Regions from separate parts of the Mus musculus genome. Here regions 1 and 2 are each linked to region 3. A link is a contact called in public Hi-C and HiChIP or PLAC-seq data. All regions are on one chromosome and are shown on one strand. Each heading gives the region's core, a stretch centred on a gene start, on an enhancer-like site or on the middle of the called end of the contact. The rest is flanking DNA. Distances are from core to core; before and after follow the strand shown.

Region 1 (2,859 bases), core at 245-2,744, 370 kb before region 3:
ATAACAAGGGCCAAGAAAAGCAATTGATGTACTAGAGTTTGCACGTCAATCCACAAATCTTTACATGATCCATGGCCTTATATTCTAGGCATAATTCTGGTTTACTAACTCTTTTTGACATGTAAAGATTTCATTGATGTTCTAGAAATCAAATCTAGGGCTTTGTATAGGGTCAACAAGTATACCACAGCCGAGAAATATCCTGCATATATGTCATATGTTGTTCAGTATTTCATCTACTGCTCAGATTTTCTGTTTGCCAACAATGTATGTAACTATCTTTATTTTTATATGCAAGAAGTTCTATGAGACACTGGGCATACATGACATTCTGGTCTCCAGAAAAGTCATCCTCTGAGACTCAAGGAAAATAAACACAGAAGCAAAACCAGTGCCGTTGATAAATGATGGAGCAGAGGGGAAAGCAGTTGCTGAGACAACAGGCCCAAGCTCTGGGGGAAAAAATGCTAGCAATGACATATAAGCAATGACATATAAGATGAAAGAAGGAAGCTGGGCAAAAGTAAACCTGGATTATTTGCTATTTTAACAGCCGAAAGACAGAAAAGAAACTGTGTGCGTGACAAAGTAAAGAGTTATAAGAAAAAACATTACCTATATGGGATACTATATATGATGCACAAACCAAAGAATTGGAATTCTATTTTCGAAAAGGGAACATATAACTCATACACTCTTTTAAACATCTTTTCTTTTGACCCTATATCCCCTAGCACCGATACACATACATACATGCATATGTCTGCATACCCATGCATGTGTGTGTATACACACATATACGTACATCTAAGTATGCATATTGTGCTAGTCAGTTTTCTCTTACTTTAACAAAATCCTGACATAAATCAACTTTTAACCAAGACAAGTTTATTTCTCTCACAGTTTCAATTCAAGTTTGGGTCTGAGGATAGTGAGACCACATCAGATTGGAGAACATGGTGGAGCAAGCGTTTCACTTCATGATGTCTGTGAAGCAAAGAGCAAGGAGGAAGGGAATGGGTTAGGTGTCCAACATCCCCTTAAGTGCCTTGCCCGCATTGGCTTAAGGCCTGCCATTTGCCTGCACCACCTAAAGGCAACACCACCTCCGCTGTGGATCAAGCCTCCACACGGGCCTGTAGGTTACACTGAGTCAAACCATAGCACGCATAGATGTAGACCTTCTCCACAGGAGCTCTGTTCCTCAGCCCCGTGTTAGCCCAAAACAGCAGGCACTTATGTAAGAGGAACTCAGGCAGTACAAACTTCTTAAGGACACTCGGAACTTCTCCGTCTGTTTTGGTTTTGCTTCTGCAGTTTCCTCCCTGGCAAGCTTCGCTCTCCGTGTAAGAGAACGCCTGCTTCGGCTCCTTTTAAACATGACTCAGTGGGTGAAAGTACTTGTGCGAGCTTAGAGGCTGGAGTGTAGATCCCGAAACGCAAATTAATGTCAAATAAATTAGTGAGGATGGGTAATCGCATCATGCTTACATTGAGAAAAGAAGACAAGAAAATCCCAGGAACCTCCAGGGCTGGCAAGCCTGGTGCACGCGGAGGCATACAGCCTGGAGACATGGCTGGAATGTACCTGTGTAAACAGACACACCTTCACATAATACACACAAATAAAATGTTTAACATAGAAAGCTAAATTATCTCAAGTTAGCCCCTTAATGATGGATGGAGACTGGGCCATTCTATTGCATTCTGTGCAAAGGAACCAGAGGGAATTGACGATCAATGCTTCTAAGCAGGAACTCTAAGCACTTCCGTTTACCATTGCTCCGCGGTTCCTGGTTGGATATTGGCTTTGAATGTCTAGTTGCTGATATGAGATAAGAATCGGCCTAGGACTGAGGTCCTGCTTGCTGTTGTAGCTAATCATAACTTCTTTTGCATAATGCACCGTATTTCCTTATTTCGCTCCTCGGGTTTCTTAAGAACTATATAGCCAGAGATGGACAAGATGAACTTCATAACTGGACGATGATTCTAGCGGCTACCCCATGCATCCTTTTCTTACTTTTGAAACTGACCTATGTGCATAAAGGAAACAAAGCTGGTTTTAGTTTAGTTTAGGTTTTTCTTTGTTTCCTAAGCTTTCATTTCCATCGTGGCCCATCGGAGGTATCAAACCCTAGGTCTTCACAAGGGAGCCTGGGTTCCTCTTCGTTTATCTGAAACATCAGAAATAAAACCTGACTTGTAAGGATGTTAATCTCCCACCGGGGGCATGTTCTTCATTTAAATTGACAATTTCATTCATTTATATAATGAATTTCCCTAACTTCATATTGCTTCTTCTCCTTGCCCTTTTCCAATCCCTGTCCATCGTGTAGTGGAACCTTCTCTCCTCCTCCCCCTCTCTCTTCATCGCCCCTCTCCTATCCCCCCCCCCCCATCTAGTGCCCTCCTACTTTCATCTCTTCGTTCTGTGTGCCCTCCACTGAGTCTAATCAGTTTCTACCCTGAGCATGGCTGGTTGTTTACCAGAGCAAGGGCTGACTCACCACTGGAGAAAATGACACCTTCTCCCCAGAAACCTTTAATTACCATTGTCCCTCAGGGAAAGGTGGGGTCTATGAGGGCCCTGTCCAGTAAGTTTCTTTGTCAGTGTGATCTGGGAATTGAATCAAACTCTCTTGCCTCCTTACGAGCAAGATAAAAAGAAAGAGCTGTGAGCTGGCATTTGTTTTTGTTTTTTGTTGTCCCCCCACCCCCACCCCCACAGATCTTATAAGCTGGGTACAGTCTGGTTGTTTCTGAGACTCTCTAGTTTGACCAGTGTGTTCCTCCAGCCTCAATGCTCAGTTTAAACCCTAACTATTTTCTTCATTTCCCAATACATTGAAATACTTC
Region 2 (2,796 bases), core at 232-2,731, 300 kb before region 3:
GCCACCGTGGGAGGAGTTCTAGCAATAAGAAATTCATAATCAAATTTCCAGTGTTTTTTTCCTCCCTGCTCTTTCAAGTCTAAAAAATTGGCACACAGAGAGAGAGAGAGAGAGAGAGAGAGGAGTGTCTTCAGATAATAGAGCCCCTGTCTATCTGCATAGCTTGGATGATTCCTCTTCCCCAGTACATAACACTGGTCTGTTTCAAAGCACATGTACCACAAACAAGAAACAAACCATCCCAGTGAGGGGATTATTTGCTACCAATGCCCACTTAACTGAAAAATTCTATAGTTTGTTCAAATCGACTTCTGAGATCTTGTGCTGACAGGATCAGAATTTGGGGTGTCATATTTATCAATGGTGGTTCGGCCAGTACGGAGCCAGTATGGAGAATCAGATGTACATTGTACATTAGCAATTGACCCCACTGTGGAGGGACTTGAATCAGAATTCCAGTGTTTCTAGGTCTTTTCACTGATGGTTTCCTCAGAAAATATTTGTCATGTGACTTAAGGGAGCCAACAGAAGGCACTGCTTTTGCATAGGACATGTATGGAAATGAAGCAACGAGAGAGATGGCTCCCAGGCCCTGCCTGTCTCAATGATGAGTGATGACCATTTTAGTCACCCTTTCCTTGTCTGGCACAACGTGTGAAGCTATGTGGGTTGGAAAGCTTGAGGTCCTAACTGGCAATCTAGCTAGAGCAGAGTACTGAGGGCATGGTGCATGATAATTTCAATTCTTCACCCAGAGTGCTGGACTCAAGGGAGCACATGAATACAGTGATATGGGTAAAGACTGGAGTTTACTAATAGCTACTCTAAAGGCTGTGTCAACTTTAAAGCTCTGTTTAATTCTGCCATGAGCAGTGTGTCTGCTCTGAACGAGAACCCAGGGCCAGTGAGCTGAAAGACTTGGTTATCCAACCCACAAACACCTGCTCTGGGCTGGGAACTGTGGACAGAAACAAAGCAAGATGTATAAGCAGGAGCAGTAAGCCTCCCCAGGTGCCTCTGCTCATTGTGCCAGTTTCTGTAGCCTTATCTTGGCTGGAGGCCTACTTGAGAGTAACAGCCCTTTCCCTCCATGCCATTTCATCTGCTTCAAGCCCAAACACGGATGGCTCACCTTATGTAGTAGTAGCTATTCAAAACCCCCATGAACGTGCTCCTCTTCCACAGTCTGCACAGACGCAAGGAGGGCTTAGAAAACACAGAAGCCCATGACTATCTAAGTGATAAGCTTCATCTATATTCCCCTGGGTCAGAAACAGACTCTGGGTAATTCAAGCTAGGAGATGTTCTTTCTGGTAAAAGAAATGGTACCTTGCTGCATAGCTAATAAAATGCATCATCTGTCAGCATTGAAGAGCCCTTTCGGTCCGTAATTATTATCATTAGGCACAAGTGTAAGTGCTCTGGAATTTCATCTTGGGGTGGGGCTCTGTGAATGGCTCTTAACTTCCCTAAAGGGCTCTCTGGGAGCAGGAAGCCTGCCCATGGAGAGCAACACATCACCACCACCACTCCTTTGAGTGGTGTTATTTGGGATTGTTTTAGTGACAACTGTTTGGATGACAAAACTATGTAAATTCTGTGGTTAGAAGAACTGATAGTCTCCTGGCTACAATGTTTTTGCTAGCTGACTTCCCAGCTGAGGCCATATTGTCATCTTTCCAAAAATTGAAAAGGGGATTCCCACATTTCTCCTACGCTACCAAGCATCCTTTACAGGCACACAATAAAAACCCTTTGAAGGGTTGAACCTCTTTAACTTGATGCATTATCTCTTCATTAGCAAAAGAAATCAGAGCTGAAGCAATCGACAGTGTTAATGGCACCCTTCTGCTTGCAGCCCACATTTGTGACCCTCCCATGAGTGTACAGGGCCCCTGCCATATGGTTAACTCTGTGGGGGTTGCCCTGGGGATTTCAGAAAAATGATGAGACAGTCTTCTTTTTAGAGGGGCTTATAATTCAATGATGAGCTGTCCTCTGGAGAGATATTAAAAAAAATAGTCCACAAACATCGGCCTTATGTCAGACAGATTTGGAATTCAACTTTACTCTCCCACTTTCAGGCTGATTGAGTCAGAATCCCAAATTTCATCTCTTGATTTCACATTTCATCATCTGAAAACTGGGAATGCTGATAACTCCTCTGAGACAAAGTGGGAATGAAAATGAGTGGGAAGGAAAATGACACTCACTGAGCAGGGAAAGTATTACTGAAGACCATGGTAATTATGACTAAATGGTGTGAAGGGATGGGATAGAGTAGCTATAAGTAAAATCAGTAATGATGAAGATGAAGATGGTGTGTATATCTGATATACATTTGAAAAAGAGAGAACCCTTTGGAGCTAAAATAAAAAATGTTTCAGAGTTGGCTTAGTTTGATTTTTTACTGTTGTGAACAAACACCATGAACAAGGAAGGCCAGTCTTACAAAAACAGCATTTAATTGTGTCTGGTTACAGGTTCAGAGGTTCAGTCCATTATCATCGGAGCAGGAAACATGGCATCATCCAGGCAGACATGGTGCACAAGGAGCTGTGAGTTCTGTATCTGGATTAGAAGGCCTCCAGAAGACTGGCTTTCAGGGTGTTAGGAGAAGGGTCTCAAAGCCTATGTCCAAAGTGACACACTTCTTCCTAAAAGGCCACATCTATTCTAACAAGGCCACACCTCCTAAAAGTACCACTCCCTGGGCCAAGAAGAATTTAAGCTAATTTTAAAATTAAATGTAGAATTCCGTTAGGGGAGGTTAAAATGTAGACATTCCAAGTGGAC
Region 3 (3,062 bases), core at 133-2,632:
AAAAACAATTATGCTCACATACAGAATACAGAAGTAAACTGTAGATCAAAGAGGTATATTTTTTGAACTTAAAAAATGATGATGCATTTATCCTATTTTACTTCAGTGCTACAGTTCTGGGTAGCTGGGAAATCGTGAAGGTTCAGTCTTCTCTGAACCCAAGCTGCAGGGCAGTGAGTCCCACTGCAGGCTGCAGAGGGTGTTGGGCCAATTTCAAGGAAGTAAGAGGTAGTATGGAGAAAGATGTTCATGCAGGATCTTGTGTACATCTGCCTGATATTGTGTGGCTGCCAAGGGTTTCACATCTGGCAATCCTGGCTCAAAATAAGGATCACCTCACCTACTTCACTAGAACCTTTTCTCCCAACCTATCCTATACCTACCACACTCTTATTTCTTATAGGTCTACTTGACAAAGGCTTAGTGGGCATAATGCAAAAAAAAAAAAAAATATCAGACACTAGGAAAATCCCTAATCTGTGAATATCTTATTCATCTTGAAAAACAGATATTTAAAAATCTCAAATTCAATGTAGCCTTGGCTTGCTTTGGGGCTATAGGATGCTGTGCTTTTGTCAGTGTTTATAGTGGTCTAGACACAAGGATGGTGGGTTTATGGCTCACACATGCAAAGGAAGTACTCCTCTCCAACATACACACTGTCTAGACAAAGAAGGAAGAATTCAGCAGCCAGCTTGTTTCTGCTAGGCAGTCTTTGATCAGCAGAAACTGTCCTGCAGATGACATCAGGATTGTTGTGGCTAAGGCCAGCAGTGAGAATGGCAAACCAACACATTCCGTTAGCTTAGATTTGCCGCTGTGTATTCCTGGACTCGTTTATAACTTCTGCACAAATGTTTCTCACTTGTTTGTCAAGCTAACAAATATCTATGAAGCTCCCAGCAAGTAGCAAACACCACTATGCAATAATTCAAAAGACAGTTCCACCACCAAGGACCTCATGGCTTATGACTGATTTTTAAAGGGCAAGATCTCTCCTGAGGGATTTAAAGTTAGTTAGGACATGGGTCTTGTGATGGAAATTAACACCATGTTAAGCTTCACTTAAGTTTTGTATTTTGTTGTTACTGTTATTCCATCTCAGACCCTCAAAGAAATGCTAGCAACTCTTGCAGATGGAGAGGTCTGCTTGCTCCACTCTGTCTAGTCTGTATTTGGGAAAGGCACACCATACAGAAGATGGAGAAGTCACCTGGCATACCAGCATACCAGTTCCTGCAGAGCCTTCCCACCTCCTATGCATAAAATGCTCAGAAGCCTGTCCAGCTTGCAATGGCCTGCCTCTCCTTATTTGGGTATGGGGAGTGAAGTCAGCATAGTAGTGTCTCTGGTATTTCTAGTTGGCAGAGACATTGGTGAAGCCACCCCAGACCTCACACTGTATGACTATTCCCATGAAGTGACTCACTAGCCTCAGAATGCATTGCTAACACTGAGGTCAGCTTCGGAGCCATCAGCAGCACTCTGCAAGGGAGACAGCCTGTAGGAGATGAATTCTTCAAAGATAAGAGTGAATCTTTCCAGTCATTCATAATAAAGAAGGGCAGCTTCTAAGTGTATTAGATTTTCCCCACAAATTTATGAATGAAACCGGATTAGCCAGTTTACCCAAAGTCATATTGACTCTAAAGGTTTAAATAAAAGAATTTGTTTTTCCTGCTAGGATATAAATAGGCTTATAGGAAAGTAGTAAACGGACTTCTATTTCTATTATTTATAGGATGGAGTTAACATTTTCTGAACAAAAGAAAGAAGAATTGATAAGCTTCTTGAGTTGCCAGCCTGAGGTAGGGTATGAACTAGCCACGAGAAGAAACGGAAGCTGCCAAACTTTCAATCCCCACTTCCTTCTTGATGGTTGAGGATGTTCATGCTCATTAAGAAGGACCAACAATTAAAGGCCCCAAAATTATTAATTGAAGAAGAAGCAATCACATACTGACAAGGATTGCTTTATTCGTAGCCAAAGCCCAGTATTTGGAACAACAAATTTTGTGTAGTATGTATACAATAAATACCCATGAGTGAACTGAATAAATTCATTTAGAGTTGTCACCTACTAGGGGATATTACAATTCAACTTATCAAACAATAGTGAAAGGCTTCAATTTTGCCTTCCTCATGATTCTTGGGTAGCCGAAGATCGTGGCAATCTCACAGGGGCTTGGACAATTTAGTAGGTAGTTTTTGGTCAAGAAGGCTTTCCAGATGAGCTTGGCATGCAAATTAGTGAAGCTCAAACAATCAACCCTTTTTGTGAATCTTAGGATGACTTTAGCATGTAAATGAAGAGTGAGTCAAAATGCATCCCAAAGGGACATGTTTAAAAATTCTAGGCCACAGCCAGGTGGTGATGGCACACGCCTTTAATCCCAGCACTTAGGAGGCAGAGGCAGGTGAATCTCTGTGAATTCAAAGCCAACATGATCTACAGAGTGAGTTCCTGGACAACCAGAGCTACACAGAGAAACCCTGTCTCAGAAAACAAGGAAAACAAAGTCTAGGCCATGAGTAAGAAAAATCTCTGAGACTCAAAATTGAGTCACGATGGGCAGAAGTAGAAATAAATAACATCTTTACTGAAGCCTTAGCTCATTTGCATTCAAGATGCAGAGGACCTCTGGATGCTTACATCCTAATTATTTGAGGACTGTGTGATTTGGTCAATGAAGTTGGAGGCTCAGTATGTAAGTAAAATAATTACTAATGAAGAGTTGGTTAAAAAAAAAACCAAAAAACAAAAAAAAAACTGTGTTTATAAGTTAGGCCTCAATATTTCTTGGCAACCAAGCCCTGGAAAAATAAATATAAATATAAATGAATTTCAAGATTTTTATTAAAAATAATTTTTGGATCTCCAAGCTTCAAGTTCTTGGCATGTAATCTATTTTATTTCAATGGTCAGCTCATTTACTCCTCATAGGAACTCTTCTTTGGAACAGGTCAGACAGCCACACAGCTGGATTCATTAAGAGTTTGTTCTCAGTTCTCTGACAACAATCCAATCTTTTTTTTTCTAAATCTCTAAATCATGAAAGGGG

The links. Hi-C and Micro-C count contacts between places; a contact is called where the count stands out from the background. HiChIP or PLAC-seq counts read pairs in DNA pulled down with a chosen protein or histone mark.
Region 1: a contact with region 3 is called in an H3K4me3 HiChIP or PLAC-seq map of bone marrow-derived macrophages, with 4 times the contacts expected there. The contact joins two enhancer-like sites. A contact is called at or near these places in 1 of 484 Hi-C or Micro-C datasets (bone marrow-derived macrophages) and 4 of 115 datasets of contacts at active chromatin or transcription factors (bone marrow-derived macrophages, embryonic basal ganglia, microglia and 1 more).
Region 2: a contact with region 3 is called in a Hi-C map of myocytes, with 2.4 times the contacts expected there. The contact joins two enhancer-like sites. A contact is called at or near these places in 1 of 15 datasets of contacts at CTCF or cohesin (the NIH/3T3 cell line), 4 of 484 Hi-C or Micro-C datasets (the C2C12 cell line, cerebral cortex, embryonic fibroblasts and 1 more) and 1 of 115 datasets of contacts at active chromatin or transcription factors (pancreatic cancer cells).

What each region holds. Positions count from the first base shown.
Region 1 is chr13:110,559,502-110,562,360 of GRCm38.p6, forward strand. No RefSeq gene overlaps it. Among named protein-coding and RNA genes, the nearest start is that of Gm32990, 7.8 kb to the right of the region's middle. Within about 2 kb of position 1,495, at least 31 of the 459 cell types and tissues checked have an H3K27ac peak or open chromatin away from gene starts, as enhancers often do. A contact at or near this core is called in bone marrow-derived macrophages and microglia, where this site is marked.
Region 2 is chr13:110,631,985-110,634,780 of GRCm38.p6, forward strand. All of the region lies in intron 4 of Gm33045 (predicted gene, 33045), which reads left to right. Among named protein-coding and RNA genes, the nearest start is that of Gm33045, 6.1 kb to the left of the region's middle. Within about 2 kb of position 1,482, at least 24 of the 459 cell types and tissues checked have an H3K27ac peak or open chromatin away from gene starts, as enhancers often do. A contact at or near this core is called in the C2C12 cell line and myocytes, where this site is marked.
Region 3 is chr13:110,928,394-110,931,455 of GRCm38.p6, forward strand. No RefSeq gene overlaps it. Among named protein-coding and RNA genes, the nearest start is that of 4930526H09Rik, 26 kb to the left of the region's middle. Within about 2 kb of position 1,383, at least 66 of the 459 cell types and tissues checked have an H3K27ac peak or open chromatin away from gene starts, as enhancers often do. A contact at or near this core is called in the C2C12 cell line, bone marrow-derived macrophages, microglia and 1 more, where this site is marked.